5 separate regions of the Mus musculus genome follow, and regions 1, 3, 4 and 5 are each linked to region 2. The links are chromatin contacts, called in public HiCAR-type, Micro-C and promoter capture Hi-C maps. All regions are on one chromosome and are shown on one strand. Each heading gives the region's core, a stretch centred on a gene start, on an enhancer-like site or on the middle of the called end of the contact. The rest is flanking DNA. Distances are from core to core; before and after follow the strand shown. Region 1 holds the start of Srp72 (signal recognition particle 72). Region 2 holds the start of Clock (circadian locomotor output cycles kaput). Region 3 holds the start of Rest (RE1-silencing transcription factor). Region 4 holds the start of Kit (KIT proto-oncogene receptor tyrosine kinase). Region 5 holds the start of Hopx (HOP homeobox).

Evidence for each region. Hi-C and Micro-C count contacts between places; a contact is called where the count stands out from the background. HiCAR-type assays count read pairs that join an accessible place to other places. Capture Hi-C pulls out chosen DNA fragments and counts their contacts.
Region 1: a HiCAR-type map of astrocytes shows a contact between it and region 2, with 2.7 times the contacts expected there. The contact joins the promoter of Srp72 here to the promoter of Clock in region 2. A contact is called at or near these places in 1 of 39 promoter capture datasets (liver), 1 of 484 Hi-C or Micro-C datasets (embryonic stem cells) and 1 of 115 datasets of contacts at active chromatin or transcription factors (astrocytes).
Region 3: a contact with region 2 is called in a Micro-C map of embryonic stem cells, with 4 times the contacts expected there. The contact joins the promoter of Rest here to the promoter of Clock in region 2. A contact is called at or near these places in 2 of 39 promoter capture datasets (liver and pre-B cells), 1 of 484 Hi-C or Micro-C datasets (embryonic stem cells) and 2 of 115 datasets of contacts at active chromatin or transcription factors (both in embryonic stem cells).
Region 4: a Micro-C map of embryonic stem cells shows a contact between it and region 2, with 2.5 times the contacts expected there. The contact joins the promoter of Kit here to the promoter of Clock in region 2. A contact is called at or near these places in 2 of 484 Hi-C or Micro-C datasets (both in embryonic stem cells) and 2 of 115 datasets of contacts at active chromatin or transcription factors (large pre-B cells and stem cell-derived neural progenitor cells).
Region 5: a contact with region 2 is called in a promoter capture Hi-C map of liver. The contact joins the promoter of Hopx here to the promoter of Clock in region 2. A contact is called at or near these places in 1 of 39 promoter capture datasets (cranial neural crest) and 1 of 9 other capture datasets (liver).

Annotation. Positions count from the first base shown.
Region 1 is chr5:76,973,360-76,977,125 of GRCm38.p6, reverse strand. Srp72 (signal recognition particle 72) reads right to left here and starts at 2,425. Exons shown (of 19, transcript NM_025691.1): 1 at 2,294-2,425; 2 at 608-728. The coding sequence starts at 2,402.
Region 2 is chr5:76,303,076-76,306,777 of GRCm38.p6, reverse strand. It overlaps Clock (circadian locomotor output cycles kaput), which reads left to right and starts at 1,986. Exons shown (of 23, transcript NM_001289826.1): 1 at 1,986-2,123; 2 at 3,276-3,354. Gm7467 (predicted gene 7467) reads right to left here and starts at 1,902. Exons shown (of 1, transcript NR_152171.1): 1 at 1,251-1,902.
Region 3 is chr5:77,263,306-77,266,767 of GRCm38.p6, reverse strand. Rest (RE1-silencing transcription factor) reads right to left here and starts at 1,274. Exons shown (of 4, transcript NM_011263.2): 1 at 980-1,274.
Region 4 is chr5:75,573,519-75,577,242 of GRCm38.p6, reverse strand. It overlaps Kit (KIT proto-oncogene receptor tyrosine kinase), which reads right to left and starts at 2,256. Exons shown (of 21, transcript NM_001122733.1): 1 at 2,125-2,256. The coding sequence starts at 2,191.
Region 5 is chr5:77,093,808-77,097,435 of GRCm38.p6, reverse strand. Hopx (HOP homeobox) reads left to right here and starts at 2,169. Exons shown (of 3, transcript NM_001159900.1): 1 at 2,169-2,285; 2 at 2,414-2,570. The coding sequence starts at 2,427.

The sequences.
Region 1 (3,766 bases), core at 1,176-3,675, 670 kb before region 2:
CAAAAGAAAGACAGCTCAGCTGGGCGTGGTGGCGCACACTTTTAATCCCAGCAGTTGGGAGGCAGAGGCAGGCGGATTTCTGAGTTCGAGGCCAGCCTGGTCTACAAAGTGAGTTCCAGGATAGCCAGGGCTACACAGAGAAACCCTGTCTCAAAAAACCAAAAAAAAAAAAAAAAATAGACAGACAGACAGACAGCTCTGGAAATTGTGGCACATCCCATCATTCAGGAGGCTGAAGCAGGACTGCACAGTTTAAAACCAGCTTGCGCTACATAGTGAGTTCCAGGCCAGCAAGGATTAGATCAAACAAACACACAAATGCAAAACAAGAAAAACCCAAGAAAACAGAAAACAAGTAAAGAAAAAAAAAAAAACACAAACAAAATAAAATTCTGAAATTCTTCCAACAGTCCAGCAGAAAGGAACCAAGATCACTACTTTGTCTTCCAACTTCAGAAAGACCAACGAAAAAGGAAAGAGAAGCAGGCCAAAGGTAAAGCGCAGAAGAGAGCAATGGGAGGTGAGCAATGGGCGAGGTGATAGCGATGGCCAAAGTATTTCCAATGACAGTAACTAACAATAACGACAGCAACTAACAGTCACTTACTTGGCTAACACTTTGGTGTGAGTATTGATGACATTCAAGGCTTCTTTGAAACTTCCATTCTGGATAAGGCAAACTACTTTACAGTGCAGGGCAGTGACATCATCCTTGTTGATCTGCAATACTAGAGAACAGTGTTTAGGAGAGCCATTTCTAAATCCATTCCTCTTGCACACTTTTACTAAATACAGACGAGAATCCAGCTTGCCTAACGAATGTGAGGCCCACAGTCTAATCTTCAGCACTGTAAAGCAAACAAAAAGTACAATGTAGGGCTGGAGAGATGGCTCAGTGGTTAAGAGCAACGACTGCTCTTCCGAAGGTCCTGAGTTCAAATCCCAGCAACCACATGGTGGCTCACAACCACTCGTAATGAGATCTGATGCCCTCTTCTGGTGCATCTGAAGTCAGCTACAGTGTACTTAGATATAATAATAAATAAATCTTTTGTTAAAAAAAAAGTACAATGTAGACATGATTTATCTTTAGAGTGTTCTAAAGAAATATTCAAAATTTCCCTTTCCCATAAAGAGATCAAAGGGAAATACAAAGAACTCAGGCGGCCACGGCTCTATGCCAACAGCGTGTCAAGTGTCAAAATGACTAGGACCATGGTTCCCCTCGCTCCTAGTCAACCACAGGAATCCAATTCTCACTTTACGAGTCGTCGAAGGGACTTCTAGAAATTAATAGACAGGGCTGAAGGGACAGTCTTGGCTGATCAAAGAAGTGCTACAGAGTTTTATACCGATACTAAATATTGGTTGTAGGCCCACTGAAGGGCTAAAGTGAATTCAAGTAAGTTTGGCAATCATCAATTCTAATTAGTAGCTGTCTTCCTTAATGCACTGTGGCCACTGTCACTACTTTTATAGGAACTCAGGAACCCGAAGGTTTAAAGTGTATATTACTGTGATAGCCTTTATGTAACTGGGGCTTTGTACAGCTGAAGGGTTTCATAGTTACATCACCAAACCTGACACACACAGGTGTATCTACTGTACAAAATATAGCACGGCCATATTACAGGCACATAGTGATGAATAACAACTTATGGAATCTCATACTGAAGGCAACTAAAATTTGAAATTATAACTTATGGGGGCTAAAAATGCAGGTTAGTTTCCTTACGTTATTTTAAATGTTGGGACGCTCACTCACTCACTCTCTGGCTAAACACTACGGGGAAGACTTTGTGCGTGGAAATGAATAACGACTTGATATTCACACCTTTCCAATCTGCAACGCTTCCACCTTGTCTGCAACAGAGCGGATGCTACGTGTCCAGACAGGTTTCCTTCCCCGGCCCCAGCCCCAGTCAACAAGTTTCCTCCATGACACTGTCCTGATCCCTTCACTCAAGATGAACGAAGAAAAGTCAATCTGACATCTTTGCAAAATCCCGCCGCGGAGACGACACGAAAAACATTTTGGGAAGCGGTTCCGGACGCCATGGTCTCTTTAAGTCCCCCCTCCCCCTCGCGCCCGGTCTCGCGGGGACAGAGGGAAGTACACGTGGCCTTAAGCGACCGAGCTCGGGCCGCCGGTGGCCGTGGGACAGCGACCCGCCCCCGGGCTTGGGGCCGAGCCTGAGGACGCAGCGATCCCCCTCCGCGCTGTGCCGAGGGGTCGCACGCTCGACCCAGGAGATGTCCTCCTCCCGACAACCCGGGCCGCCGGGACACTTACTCTTGTTGACAGTCTTGAGGGCACGCGTGAAGTCGCTGTTCTGCCCATAACGGTTCACCTCACTCCACAGCGCAGGGACTGACACCCCACCACTGCCGCCGCTCGCCATCTTGGAGGAGGTGGGGGTGAGGTGGGGGAGGGGGGTGGGAGGAGCAGGGCGACCTCTGCCCCGGAAGAGGATCTCGAAGTTGGCTCGGCGAAGGAGGAAGTTGATGGTTGCTAGGCGGCCGGGAGTCGCGAGCTGGTCTGTCCCAGAGCTAGCGTCAGAAATCGGTTTTTAATTTTTTCTGTCTTGCGGCAAGACATTTGTTTGCCTGACGCCCTTACTCCTAATCCAAAGGTGACTGGAGGTAGGAGGGGTCAGATTCAGAAGGCGCTCGCCGAAACTGTTAGCCCCAAGCCGCCGGCATTCTGGGGAGACCCCTGTGCTCCGACTGTGGCCGGGCGACAGTCTTTGGGAGAGAAAACTCCCGGTTCTTCGGGTGGTAGGAGGGGTACCTAATTTAAGGAACCGTAGAGAGGCTCTTGAAGGCGGCAGGTAGAGCCACAGCTGCTCATGGGTGCTTCGGGATTGCCATTTTAGGACACGAGCGGTGATTAGAACCTGGGACTAAATCTAGAAGTGAAGATAGGTCTGGGACTGACAAAAATACAGTGAACGGCACTGTTTAACCTCCCTTTGAGATCTAGTTTCAGGAGCAGTGTGGGCTGGAAGCCCGAGGAGATGAGAAGGACCAGGTTCTGAGGTGAGTATATTGACTTAGGTAGATGTCATACAATAAACTACGTCCTGGAGGCCTTCCTTAATGTACTTTAAGGAAACCTGTTCTTGCAGCCTAGCCAGTACACATTCTGCTTCCAAGGCTCGACTTCCTTGTGGAGAAGACCCGTGCATACTATGTAAGTGGTCTTAGCATTCAGCTACACCCTCTACAAGATTACACCATCTACAAGGCTCTCTATTCCTGAGTATTGATCCTTAAGTCCCCTCTCTTTGAACGACCTATAGTCCTAAGACCAGAGACCTTATTTACTTTGCTTACTACCTGGGAGACCTGAACCAAACCTTCCTTCACTTCCCCTAGACTCAACCTAATGTTCTCTTAATGTTGCTACTTAGGTTTTAAACCACCTATCTACTTCCTGTTTCTTGCCTGAGTCAAGTGCTGAAACGCTAGCTGATTGTCATATGTGTGGTCAGTATGATACATCAGACTGAACTTAAAAGAGTTTCTTTTGGGTCATGATTTCATAGATTTCAGCCACAGTAGGTTGGCTTTGTTGCTTTGGAACCTCAGTGAGGTGCTTCATCATGATGGAAATCATGTCGTAGTGGCCCTAAGCCGCTCACCTAATGGTTACTGGGAAGGAAGAAGCTGGAGAAGCCACAGACAAAATGTCAAGTTTTTAAAAAGTACACTCACGCTAGGCACCATCTCCTACAGCTGTGACCCCGCCAGGGGGGTTACAAAT
Region 2 (3,702 bases), core at 737-3,236:
AGTTACATCATTTCACAGATGAATAACTTGATGAAAAGACAGTTGAAAAGAGAACCGGAAACACTTAGTTTAAATGACAACAAGGCACATGGTGTTTAAGGCCATGGTTTAGAATTGGGAACCTAGATTTAGGATTTATGAAACTATGAGGCAAAACTTTTGTTTACTGGAAACACAGTGTTAAAGTTGGGAAATTAAAAAAAACTTTTTTTTTTTAAATGAGGGAAAAGTCGTAAACTGAACCGTGGGAAATAGTCAGACAGTGACAGAGGACTGAGCAGAAAATCAAGGGATTATCAACAGGTCTTGGTAAATAATTAAACAGAGAATGTGAGCGAGGGAGGAGTCACAGGTGACTAAGAGGACAATGAAACCATTAAAGGGGGCAAAGGTCATTTTGATATATATATATATATATATATGTATATATATTATATATGTATATAGTGTGTATACACACACTAGAGGAACTATAATAGAAAAAGAGAATGAATAAAGCCAAAACATTTGACCCAGGGAAAGCATTCAAATTCATTTGGCTGCAACCTATTTACCAGCCTCAGTACCCTTACCTCCTGCCCCTTTTTTACTACCAGTGATCAAGACACTAACTTGTAGATGGCAGAAAAGCTCTTATTGGTTTTAAGCAATAAAACAAACACATTCACGAGTTTATTGATTACTTTAACTGAACTTTCCAAAGGAATCTAGCCCACATCGATTTCAGCGCTCATGCATCTAGGCTATATCACCATGTTTTAATCTGTTTTCTGGTTTTTCCCTTCGTGGTGCCTGCTCTTTCATTAGTCACACAAGAAAAGATTATTTTCTTTCAGTATCAGGTTCACTGGGAAACAATCTTCTTGGCAGTAATTGCCAGCCTGAGACAGAGAACCCAAGGTTTCCTCCTCCACAGTGTCCTGCCTGGACCACAAGGACAGAGTGGAGAATGGGTGGGTTCAAAGGACGTGAACCTAAGCGAGCAGCAGATGGATTAGGACAGCAGAAACTGTGCCTTTCGATGGCGAAACGGTACAAAGACTGCCAAGGAAAGATTCTCCTGGCAGGGTTCTGGCTACGTAGCCAGGAATTTGAGGATTCTCCTCCTAGTTCACATTGCTGGGGGGGGGGGGGGGGGATCGCAGCTAATTCCTAGTTTTGAAGTTGGTTTTTTTTTTTTTTCTTTCCTGAATATACACCAAGAACTTAATTCTTATTGAGACAAACATTACCTTGTAGACAGGATTTTTGGAGCTAAAGAGTATAGGTTTATTTATTGCCTTCTGTTTGCTGTACGAGTTGATTTTTAAAAGAAATTGCTATGAATTAGCTTCTTTCCCAGTAATTCGGGTGCAGTAGCTAAGAAACCAGTGTAAACTAGGGTCCTGGTTCATCCGTAGCGCCATGCTCATCTTTTGCAGTGCCTCCTGCCTTTTCATAAAAGGAGCAAACACATCCCGACCTTTTGCTTCCCTGGCTACAGCCGAGGTCACTTGGGTCGTCCAGGTCCATCTCGGGGAGCAGCCAGCCTAGCGTGTCTCTAGGAGCCGGGAAACCGAGTCCCAGGCATCCCACGAACCTCCAGGAGAGGAAACCGAGCACTGGGCTGGAGAAGTCTAACTTGGCGTAGGCCAAGCTCTCTGCTTTCCCGGGGACAGAGGCACCATTCCAGGCGGCGGCTCCCACTGGTTGGGAGCGCCGCATCCCGGGGAACCGCGAGCCGCCCAGGGCGCTGCGGGCGGCCGCACCCTCCGCTAGGCCCCGCCTCCCGGCCTGCGAAGGGAAGGGGGCCTCGGGGCATCCCGGCTTCCCTCGGCGGCCGTGGAACGAGCTCACGCCGGCCTGCAAGAGTGGGATTTCCTCGGGTGCCCGGGATCCCCAGGCGCGGCTTCGGGGCTGCCTAACGGGGAAAGTCGCATGCGCGCCCGGCGCGCTGAGGGAAGGCGGCCGCGAGGGGAGGGGCGAGTGCAGAGCCTGGCCGGCCGCGGAGCCCCGCGCCCACGACGCATGCGCCGGGAGGCAGCGCAATCACGGACTCGGCTGGCGGCTACCGGCTGGAGAGAGGAAACCCCGGACGGCGAGAGCGCGAAGGAAATCTGGCCGCCGCCGCGCACGCGCTCCCGGTGAGTGCGCCCCACCGGGTGGGCCTCGGCCCGGCGCGCGGCGGGCGGCTGGCCTGGGTGGCGCATGCGTGCTCCCGGGTTCCGTGGAGGAGGGGAAGGCCGGGAGGGGGAGGAGCGCGGCGGTAGCGGTGAATTTTGAGGGGTGGGTCGGGGGCGCGCACTCGCCGCCCCTGGTGCTGCCGGCTCCCGGAGCCGTGGCGTGTCCCGGCTGTCGCCGCTCGGCTGTCGCGAGCCGCCGCGGGCAGAGTCCCGGGCGGGGGAGGGAGGAAGCCGGAGCCTCAGGCACGGTGAGGACGCGGGAGGGCGCGGGGGGCAGTGTGTGGGACCGGGGCAGGGAACAGGGCGCGGGGCGCCAAGGGGGTGCGGGCCAGGCCGGGAGGCAGGAGCTGCGGCCGGGGTCCGGGGACGCGGAGAGCGCGGAGCTCTGGAGAGTCGCGCTCAGCCGGGCCTGCGCCAAGTGTCCCGGGGCCGCTGGGGGTTACCTGCAGGGCAGGGGGGCGCGGTGGGTCCCGCGGGCCCCGGGGGTTCCGGGGCCGCGTCGCGCTTGAGACTGGGCGCGGGGTTAGCGCGGGGCAGGCCGAGTCGGCCGCCGAGAGCGCTCGCGCCCGGGACCCGCTAGGCCTTGTGACCCACTTTATTCCTGTCACCACTCGGGCACGTTTGGAGCGGCGCCCAATGGGGCGCTGGGGCGGCCAGCTCCTCCGCGGAGCCCCCGCCCTCGCGGCGGCCGGCGCGCGCCGGGATCCGCAGTCCGAGCGGCGGCCGCCGCCGCCCAGGGCTGGTTCCGTTAATGGTCCTGGTTCCGGGGCTCGGGCCGCGGGCTGCTCTGGGCCCCGGGTGTCCGACTCGAGTCGCGTGCGCCGCGCCGGGCCGCGCTCTGCCTGTGGGGCTGGCCGTCCTGGATGTGGTCCTGGCTGTCCCGGTACCGGGAGTAGCGCCACGAAGTTTGTATCTTTGTGGGGTGTTTTCTGCCGCTGTGGAAGTCCGAGGTAGTCAGCAGAATCCTGAAAGATGAAGGAAGAGCTTTGGCCTCTGACCTGACAGATGACAGATCAGGCCGTGGTGTTTTGATATTGCAATGCCGAACCACACACTGCATGAAGCCTTTCTAGATGCTTTAAAAACAACAGACTCTGGTGTTTTCTATTGCAGTGAAAGAAAAGCACAAGAAGAAACTTTTACAGGCGTTGTTGATTGGACTAGGGCAACGATTCCCAAAATCACCAGCAAGGTAATTTCCCTTGATTGCATTGTTGTAGTTTTAAAAGCGACTAGAGAAAATTACAGACCATCCCCATTCATATCTGATTGAAAAAAAATGAATAGGCTGTAACTTAATTCGTGACTGTCTCTGAGTCCCACAGAACACTTGAAATCTGGTTTGTTTTAAAATCTTAGGAGAAAGAAACATGTGCCTAGGTTAGCTTGAAGAACTGGCAGGATCACCTGTGAAAAAAAGGACACAAAAAATTGTCATATAGTGAAAGAAAGCTGAATTGTGTCCTGTTGTATGTGTAACTATATATAATCTATATGTCCATATTTGTGCGTGTGTGTGTGTGTGTGTGTGTATATATAT
Region 3 (3,462 bases), core at 25-2,524, 960 kb before region 2:
CACACTCCCAAGGAAATCTCCACGTCTCTCGGGCAGACTGTGCTAAGCACAGCCCGAGAGCAACGTGTTGCACCGAATTCCTATGTGCCGCTGCCACCAGCGCCGGCCTCGGCGGCGGCATTCCTAACTGAAATAGGCATTCGGCCATTTTCTCAAAATACCAAACACAAAGCAGCTCTTTGCAAACTTGGGCCCTCTTGCTTCCTCTCCGCCACCAACCCGCGGGCGGTGCCTGGGCTCGGACCTCACGCGCTGCCCACCACCCTAGAGGCGCCTCCCCGGCCGGCCGCGGCCCCGCAGCCCCCTCCCCCGCCGCCCGCCACTAGCCCGGCCGGGACTGGGCGGAAAAGTTACCTCGCTACCCGCGTCCGATCGGGCCTGTACCGGGGCTCCGCGGCGCCCTCCCGAGGCTGTCGGCCCCCGGTCGCTGCGAGGGGCCCCACGCGGGCCGCCACCGCCGCCCCCGTGGCCCGGAAGTTTGCGAACTTCGCTCCCCCGCTGCGCAGAGCCAGCGCGGGCCGCAGAAATCGCTGTCCAGCCTGCCGCCGGCGCCGCCCGTGCCCCGGGCTGAGTCAAGCGGGGCGGCCGCCTTCCGGCCCTGCTACGACTGGGGGGGAGGGGGCGGCGAGCCTGGGACGCCGGCGGGGCCGGGGGCGTTGGGCCCGAGGCGGAGGGAGGGCGGAGGGGGGAAGTTTCAGGACCGCGGTCACCAGCAGCGGCGCTCCGGCCTCCGTGGCCCCGGATCTCAGCGCCGTGCGGAAGGGCCTCCCCGTGCTCCGCTGGGGGCCGATGCCCACGCCGCTCCGCACCAGCCCCCGGCCCAGCCCGTGACTCGCTCCGTAACTCGATCCCGCCCCCGCCCGGCCGCCGCGCCGCCCGAGCCACAGTATCTGCAAATCAGCCCTGGACAGCGCCTCGCGCCGCTCCGCGCCTGCCCGCCGCCCTCCCCCGTCGCTCTCCTCGCTCCGCCGCGTCCTACCCTCTGAACTGTGCGCCCACGGTCCGCCACCCCCGCGTCGCCGCCGCTCCAACTCCTTTTCTTTGTTGCTGGACTTTCGGGGGAGGGGAGGGGAGGGAGAGCGGGGAAAAGTTGGGCGTCGAGGCCCTCGAGATCCCGGGGTGCGATCGCGGAGCGGGATCAGACCGCCGGCCCTGGTTCTGCCGTCGCTGCGGTCCCGGCCGCCCGGGTCTGGGGCCCGCGGCCTCGGCGGCGCTCCTCGGTCTTCTGCTGCTGCGCCGCGAGCTCGCGGGAGCCGCACATTCCAGCACAGGACGCTGCGCCGCGCACCCGGCCCGCGCCGTCGCCGCCCGCCCGCCCGCCGGACACGCCCCCTCGCCGTCCGCGCGCGCCCGCCGACACGCCCCCTTCCCCGCCCGCGCGCGTGGCCGCCGAGCGCGCCCCGCCCCTCGGTCCCGAGGCTCGAAGTGGACTCCTGGCCTGCCTGGGGGCGCGCCTCGGGGGAAACTTACCTAATCCGCCCGGCCCCCGACTCCCGCCTTAGGCTCATTAAAGGGGCGGAACCTACTCCCTGAGCTTCTTTCTTTTATAAACAAATAGCAGAAGTTAGCCCCAGCCTTACCCGGGCGTGCACGAGAATTGGGGTTGTTGGAGGAAAAAACGTGCAGGCATTGACCGCCCTCTTGAGAAGTATTGTCACTGGCCTCTTAAGTAAGGCTGAAGCCTCGAAAAATACTGTTCAGGCCTGGCGTGTGGGCTCTCGCCGTTAATCCCAACACTCAGAATGCTGTTGAGACTGGAGGATCAAGAGTTAAAGGCCGGAGTTCAAGATCAACCTGGGCTACTTAGGGACACTAGTGCAAGAAATTAAAAAACAATACAAAACCCGAAAATCGGCCCTGGCTGCACAAGTCTGTAATCCTACTTGAAAGGCGTGAGCACCAGGAGATCCAGGTCATTGACTTGACAAATTGGGGGGCCCGGGGGTGGGGGATTGCTCTTGTCTGCAATCAGACTCAGAATTCAGTAGACAGAGGCAGGAGGATTGCTGAGAGCTTAAAGCTTTAGTGTGCTATGTAAGAATTTTCAGGCCAGCCATAGCTACAAAGTGAGACCTTTCTCAATCAAAGAAACAAAATCTAAGTGCCTGCCTACACAGATCTTTATGCTTAACTGTAATTTTAAGCTTCATGAGGTCAAAATGCTTTCACATTGCAAACTCTTAACCAGGAGAAAATCAGTCCTTGTGGGGGTTGAGACAAAGCCAAGTCCAGTTCAGTACCTGACGTCTTATAATGGGGACAGGGAGTCTCAGGTCCTGTCCCTTCTCACCTGAAATGCTTTTTTAGCCTGCTTTTAATGTCTTCCTGGAAGTGGGCCTTGTAGCCTTTAATTTGTAGTTAGTGAACTACCAGCTAGAGTTTAAAGCTCTCGGCCGCCTTCAGGGCCCGGCATTTCCGGATCTAAATGTGTGAACCTCTCGTTGGCATTACTACAGAGGTAGCAGCAGGTGGGTGCTAAGAGGCTGGAAGCAGAGCTTCAGGTTTCTCTGACATTTTCCTTTACCTCTTTTCTGGCACGCTGTAGAACCCATCTTTCAAAAAAAAAAAACAAAACAAAACAAAACCCTACAATATATTACTAGTTGGTACAAAATTGAAGGCAAGGCGGAATGAAGGCCCTAAGGTACTTGACCACCAAAGATTTCAATGGCTGTTTTTTCTGGGACAGTCTCCCTACATAGTCTAGGCAGGCATCCAAATTGTGGTCTTTCCACCTCTGGAGTGTTGGTCTTACAGGTATAGGCCGCTGCGCACCAGAGTCTTTTCAGTGCAAGCTCCGTGCATTGAATCAGATTTGAAAAGAACTCTTAGAGGAATAAAATTGAGGAAGAGGGAAATGAAAAGCAAACGAAACAAGAACTCCTTCCCATTGAATTGGTGAAGAGAGAGACCAGGTTGGTGGCTTGGGTCAGTAATCCAGATACTTAGGGTTCAAGGCAAAAGGACTGCAGTTCAAAGTCATGTCCAGCTACATAGCTAGTCTGAGGCCAGGCTAAGGATACACAAGACTGGGGCTGGTGAGATGGCTCAGCGGTTAAGAGTACCGACTGCTCTTCCAAAGGTCCTAAATTCAAATCCCAGCAACCACGTGGTGGCTCACAACCATCTGTAACAAAAATCTGATGTCCTCTTCTGGAGTGTCTGAAGATAGCTACAGCGTACACAGACATAATAAATAAATAAATCTTTTAAAAAAATGCCCATGAGGGACTGCCTAGATTAGGCTAGTCGAGGTGGGAAAACCCACCTTAACTGGGTTTTCCCATTAAGAAAAAAAAAAAGATACACAAGACCCTGTCTCAAAGCAGAGTCAGGCACAGTGGCTCAAACCCACTGTGTCACCTGAAATAACCTTGAACATTTGCTTTTTCTTCCTGTGCCTCCCAATTACTGGGATTAAAGGTTTGAATCCACACACCCAGGTTTTGCAGTACTGAGAAT
Region 4 (3,724 bases), core at 1,007-3,506, 730 kb after region 2:
CCCACTGTGAATGCCCCGGAAGGAGGGGTTACTGCAGAGCAGGCACTGGTTAGCCCTCCAAAGGTTACAGCATAAACAAAAACACAAAACTGCTTCCTGCAAAGCCTGGAGCAAAACCGTAACACACACACACACACACACACACACACACACACACCCCAAAAGGCCCTTAGACAAGAAAGCTGCTTTCTGAAATTGTGAACTCCTCAGATCCTTCGTGATGCAAATGTCTTCAAGTACCTTCCGTGGAAACCAAAGTCCCCCCCAACACACACCCACTCCCAATTTAAATGACCGCCCAAGGGCACAAAACCAAGGAGGCAGAATGGCTGAAAAGGAGGCCTGAAACGGGAGAGACAGAGAAAGGAATTACAACACACCCTGTGCCAGGAATCAGACCTTCAAATTCCCTCTGCCAAAAAGTTATTGGCCAGAGCAGACTAATCAGGGGGAAAATGCAAACCATTGACTCGTTTCTGTTTTCAAAAGGGAACTGTGATCTTTGTGGCGTTCCACCTTGCTCTAAAGCAGAACAAGGTGGAAAACGTAAAAGATCACTGGGGTCATTTTCAGCTAAGTGGTCAAATATGCCTAGGAATCTGAACACTCATTTGTGACCCTTGGTGACCCCTCTTCTGTGCGCGCAGAGGTCCAGATGCAAGACTTCCCCCACAAAAAAAAAGCCCTCTCCCAGCCTTTCAAAAGCATCTAGGGAGTGAGATCTGGAAAACGCAGTCAGCGGTGGGCTCAAAACAGGTCACAGAGATGCTGGCCATCTGACGCCTTATTGCAGCGTGCAGATTGTCTCTAGCCTATAGCATCAAGGTAACCTAAAAGGGTTTCTGGTTTTTGTTTTGAAAATGACCTAGGAGGGAGCAGGGCTTCAGGACTAAGCAGGCAACCTGCACGGGCAGTGCACCAGCGACACCTGGCAAAAAAAGGGGCAGGGCTGAGGAGCTCCGGAACCTTAAGATCTTGAGACCCAAGTTACCCTGCAAAAGGTAACAAGATTTTCCCAACAGCTTGAAGAAACAAATGCTATTTGCAGAAAGCTTACCCCTTCTCCCCCACCCCCTAGCCTCCCCAGGCAGCCCTGAGTATGGCTATCACGTGGGAGAGGGTTTCTGGATCTCGGGATTCCCCTCCAAAAAAAAAAAAAAAAAAAAAAAACGGCCACCTGCGATTACAAGTCGCATACACTGAAACCAGAGGTTTCCAAAGCTGGGGAGAACTGACTCGGTCCTGGTCCAGCGCGCACGAGGTGGCAAGAACAGCTGCGTCCCCGCACGCAGTCCCTGATTCCCAGAAGCTGGCGACCAACGTAGGCTACAGCAGCTCCCTGGCGCGTGGCAGCAACGAACACCGTGCGGCTGCAGAGAGGGGCGAGCCCCTAGCACGAGATTTACAAAAGGAAAAAGTCTGCAACCTAGCGGCTGCTCGCCACACGCCCGGCTCAAGTTGTCCCCATAGCCGCCACCTACAGGCTCGTGGGGTCCCGCCCCAGAGCCTCACGCCGCGTGCTCCCCGTGCAAAAAACGGAGTTGGGTGGGGGCAAGCAAGCCCGAGATTCGTCTCCTCGGGTGGCGCCGCGCACGATGAGAGCGGCTGCAGTTGCGTCCCCAGCACTGTGCACAAAGAGCGCCCGAGGTGGGGAAGCAGCGGCCGCAAGAAAAGGCTCTCCAACTTTGCCCGGCGTGTGTCCGGGACCCGTGGGCTGGTTGTCCCAGGCGTCGGTCACCCACGCGCAACTTTTAACAAAAAGGAAGCCGTGGCCGCACCTCGCTCGGAGAGAGGACGCTCTCGGTGCGAAGCCCGAGGCCGCCCGCCCCTGCCACCCGCGCGCAGTCGGCACAAAAGCATCACCAAACTCGCCCGCAGCCTGCAGCTCGCTGCCTGGGTTCCCAGAAGACCCTCGGCCCCGGGTCTCCACCACCCGGGCTGAGGTCTCTCAGCTCAGGTGAGCGAGGCGGGCCACCAGAGTCCCGCGGCCGCCTACCACCTTCGAGGTGGTAGGCATGGGAAAAGCCAACAGCTACCACTCCGGACGCACCCAGGTGGCACCCCTCCCGGACCCGGGCTGCGCCCACAGAGGGTGCAGTCCTCTTGTCTGCCGCTCTTTCCCACCTGTCTGGCCACGGAGCAGGACCAACAGGACGCAGAGCAGATCCCAGGCGCCGCGAGCGCCTCTCATCGCGGTGGCTGCGCTAGACTCTGAGCTCCTCTCTCTGCTACAGCTCTCGCCCAAGTGCACCGAGCGCGGCAAAGCCGAGCCCCCAGAGCCACTAGCGGCGCGCGACAGCCCCTCCTCCAGCCCTCCTCCCAGCTCGTGGCCACGCCCCTCCCTTCTCCCGCCCGGGTCGCACTCCCTCCCGCTGCCTAGTGCCCGGGGCTCTCGGGCTGCAATAAGCTGATCCCGGGGGCGCTGTGCCCTCTAAGACCAGGAGCCCCCACAGGCCCTCCACCCTGGATCCTCTTCCTCCTAGCACTCTCCCTCCATCGGTGGTCCTTCAGTCCAGGCGGCTGGCTGGCCACGCAGGTGCTGCCCGCGCTTTGTGAAGCCCAGCGCCACGAGCGCATTAGGTACGGGCCAGCCACCTGGCAGGTGCTCCCTAGACAATAAAGGACAACCACCGGTCCCTCCAGCAAGCTCCGGAGCGGGGAGAATATATTCGGCTTATGGTGGAGGTGTTACTAGTCGGGATTGCCGGGCGAAGGGATTAGGAAACTGGGTCCCCAACATTTATTTCTGTTCCTGTTGGTAGAGGAGGACGGATCGTGGCACCCCTGACCTCAGTAAAAGACCGAGCCCACGTTTAAGTAATTTTTCATGCTCAGTTTCTCCACCTGCTGCGAAACCTGTAAGAATACAGCTGATTTCTATTGGCCAGCGTGGACCTCCACCCAGCCAAGCTCCTGCTGAGACTTGTGGAAACTGGGCCAGTGGACTACAGAGGCATCCTGTGAAGGAGTTAGCTTTGAAACTCGGTTTTTAAAACCTATTTGCATTTGGGTGCCTTTTCTCTTGTGTTAATTATTTTTTTAATCTCACCCTCAACACCCCCCCCCCGCCCCATCCCCTCTGAGTCCCCCTTTCCCCAACTCGATCCGACTGTGGTCTGCCTTAGGAGCAAGATAAAAGCAAAATAATTTCCTTTTAAAGTTTTTTTTTAATGTGTATGAGTGTTTTACTTACATGAATATGTGTGTGTGCCACGTGTGTGACTAGTGCCCAGGGAGGTCAGAAGGATGTCAGATCTCCTGAAACTAGAGTTACGGATGCTTGTGTATCATCTTGTGGGTGCCTGGAGCCCAACTACTCTTGTTCTTTGTTTGTTTCTTTGTTTGTTTGTTTGTTTGTTTCGAGACAGGGTTACTGGCTGTCCTGGAACTCACTTTGTAGACCAGGCTGCCTCGAACTCAGAAATTCGCCTGCCTCTGCCTCCCAAGTGCTGGGATTAAAGTCATGCGCCAACTTTCTTGTTCTTAACTAATTGACCCAACTCTCCAACTCCTAAAGTAATTCTCTTAAGACAATTTCTACCTAGGGACATTTCACAGTCACTGTGGCTATCCGGGGGTGGACAGTAACAATCTGGGTTTTTATAGTATCCGGGTCTACAGTTAACGTTATGAAGTAGAGAAGATAAACGTTTGTTTTGGGGGTTCTTTAAGTCCCAAGATTGTACACTTAATAGTGTTTAAGTGTGAGACCTCAAACCAATAT
Region 5 (3,628 bases), core at 920-3,419, 790 kb before region 2:
AGCTAGATGCTGTCCAAAGACCCTCCCACAGTCTCCTTAGCAGCCAACCAAGGCCAGCGGTCCTCTACCAACTCACCCTACCAGTCCTTTAAAATAAACCAGGACCTCCCCCACACAACCCCACTCAGTTTGGTAACAGAAAGCCACAGAAAACTAATAAAATAAAATGCACTTGATCCCACGTAGCGACATTAGCAACCCATGAGTTATACACCAGCAGTTACAAAAAACCCGGGGAAGCGTGTACGCCCGTCTGAGTCACGTTCCTGCAGTGGGCTATTTCTGAAGGCCTGAGGATTCCACCGGGCATCAACAAAGGTCCTGGTGGAAGAATCAGCAGGACTGTATTAAATGGAATGGGCAAGAAGCAACACCAGAGGCAGCCGTTACCCCTGCTATGTTTCAGTTGACAGCTCGAATGGTGGTGGTGGCCTTGGTGGACAGCATAGGCTGGGATTAGTGTCTAATTAGAGATGCACCCTTTGAAAACGGAGACAAGCCCCTCCCTGCCCTCATGCTGATAAGTTTCTCCCACTAAACTGAAGATAGACTGCCTTACTGTAAGGGGGCTAGCAGACCACGGGCCTGGAACCAACACTCAGTATTTCCGCTCTAGAGTTCTGGCCATTGTTGGAAATCGTGGAATCTTTGGGTCCTCTGCCTCAATGTCCCTGACTGTGAGATGACTTTCAAAAGAGTATGTGTCATAGAAGGACGGGGAGGGGAAATGCGTGCTAACAGGAAAGGTATTTCTTTCCTTGTTTCCTTCCTTCCTTCCTTCCTTCCTTCCTTCCTTCCTTCTTTCTTTTTCTAAAAGATTTATTTATTATATGTAAGTACACTGTAGCTGTCTTCAAACACATCAGAATAGGGTATCAGATCTCATTACAGATGGTTGTGAGCCACCATGTGTGGTTGCTGGGAATTGAACTCAGGACCTCTGGAAGAGCAGTCAATGCTCTTACCCGCTGAGCCATCTCTCCAGCCCAGGAAAGGTATTTCTAACCAGATGGGCCACAGCCTTGGTGCAGAGTCGGGGATCCTTGGTACAAATTTTAAGTAGAGGGACATCTAGTTCCCTGAAAATGATTTGCTGGTGACTTGGCAAATGCTTTGAGGCCCAGTCCCACGTAGTTGAAAAGTTCCTCCTGTCTGAAACCTCTTCAAGGGAACTAGAGGAGAGGTAAGAAGCATTGACTTAGGAAGTAGGAGGTATAAGCCACAGATGAGAAGGTGGTTAGCTCTGAGCACACTATCCAGATAGTTCACCCCCAGGCACAAACCACATCAAAACCCGCTCGGGACTCTGCGATTGTTAATGCAACAAGCCAGGGTGATTCCCACACTACTGCTTGGCTAAGCCTGGACAGAATCTACAGCCAAGAATATCTTGAAGACCAACCGTCTTTACCTCCTAGTTTTCAACAGGAAGCATAGGAGGAGGGAACACACCTGGTAGTTTTCTTAGCCCCAAGTCTGAAGCTATATTGGTGTGGCGCAGCAGGAAGGTTGTTGCTGCGATATGCTGACAACATTTGTTGCTGGAGAACTGGAAGCTGGAGGTGGACCTATTTTTCTGGGCTGAAGTCTGAGGTTCTAAATGATAGTTGATTTTGATCCTGATTAATTGGGTAGGTTTTGAAAGGTATCTCACACACATACAGGAGACCGCAGTGAGGTAGGTAGGCTCTTGGGATGGAGGCTTGGCATTTGGGGTTCAGCTGCCTTCCGCATGCTCATGGCTCAGCCTTCTCCACGCTACCACCCAGCCGTAAATCATAAATCATTATCGCTGTGTTTCCATTTCCGTCTCAGTACAAGTACATTGGAAAGATCTTTAAAGTATCATCCAAAAATTTTATAGCCGTTATTTGCGACTAAGCTGGCAATTTAATTTTCCCTCTGTGATTTTAATGTCCTTCACATTTTCTGCAGTACGTGCTATTTTTTAATCAGGGGGAAAAAAAAGAGTAAATATCCATTGGTAGTATTGTTTGTAAGTGCGGTCTCTTTTTCCCCAACTTGTGCAGTGAGCGTCTTTCCCCAAAGTGTGCGTTGCCCTGCGCTCCCTGGCAAGGCCCCCACGTGCTAGCCCGCGGCGGAGGCGGAGTGTGGCGGCCCGGGAGGCGTGCCCACGGCGACGGGAGCCCAGCCCCGCGAGTGTCCTCAGTCCCTAGGGCAGCTCCGGATCTCCGGAGGCAGCACTTGAGGCGCTTCCTCAGTATACTGTCCCCTCGGAGTGTCAGGCGGGAGGCGTCTTCTTCCTCCTCTCCATCCTTAGTCAGGTTGGGGACGGTCCCGGGGAAGGAGGGTTCCCCCCAAACTCCGCAGCCAGCGGCGCGGGGCGCCTCGGTGGAACGGCGGGAGGGGGCAGGCGGACCTCGCTCACCCGGGCCATCTGGTTCCCCTGCAGACGCGCACGGACCATGTCGGCGCAGACCGCGAGCGGCCCCACGGAGGACCAGGTGGAGATCCTGGAGTACAACTTCAACAAGGTCAACAAGCACCCGGACCCCACCACGCTGTGCCTCATCGCAGCCGAGGCGGGTCTCACGGAGGAGCAGACGCAGGTGAGTCCCCAAGCCTATGTATCCTCCGGGACTGGCGGGTTCCCGCGGCTGCCGCGGGCCTCCATCATATGTATCTCAGTCCCCAAATCATTCCGCAGTTCCCCGGGCGCCCAGCCCCTATCCACCCTACCCTGTCTCAACACCATCCTCTTTTTGGGTTTCCACTGCCTTCCAGATCCGGCCCCTTGCTTTCTCCTCCTGTAGTGGGAGCATCTCGCCTGCTTTCCTTTCGGTTTCCAAGCTCAGTAACTCTTCCCGCTGTGCTGGAAAGCTTCGGGAAGGTTTATTCTCATCAGGGTTGTCATGGTTTAAAGGGACGTTAGCGATCAGCTATAAGGTTGGTCTTCCGGTTTGTCAGAAGACAAAACTAAGGCGGGGGAGGGGGGTGGGGGCGGGCGGGAGGGAAGGGTACTGTCGTGGGGATAGGGATGGAGGACCTGACCTGCCAGGTTGCTCTTCCCGCCACATCACCACATCTCTGTGCTGCACCTAACAGGCACACTGCCATACTTCGGTTCAGGTTTTGTTGCTGTTTTTATTAATCCCCTGACTCTGAGCTTCAGGTTCAGCTTTAGAGTCTTTCTCTGGAATTTACCAAGAAGTAGCCCTCTGTTGCTATGGCCGCAGCACACGACCCCCTTGCATGATGATAATTTGTCTGTTCATAAAAGGCTTCCTCGCTATCCCATTATCCCCAAAATTTGCTTAGGGTAGAGATCGCAGTACCACCTGGCACAGTGTTGGAGCCTTTAGGCAACTCTCTCTCCAGTCCAATCTACCCTCTAACTTCTTTCTTATTCCCTTTGGTCGTGGAAAGATGATTTGCCACGTATGATAAACCATTTGGGAGTTGGTCCTGTTTCTCTCAAAGCATTTCACGCCTTTCAATTTTCCTCTGAGCTGGGATATTCTTATCCCTTCAGTTAATAGACTGGAGAAGGAGGGGCTTTGTCCTCTCTTCACCCTGCTCAGTTAAAGCTTAAAACCCTGTAATAGTGCTCCCTGGGCTATTAAAACCAGAATCCTGGGGGGCTGGTGAGATGGCTCAGTGGGTAAGA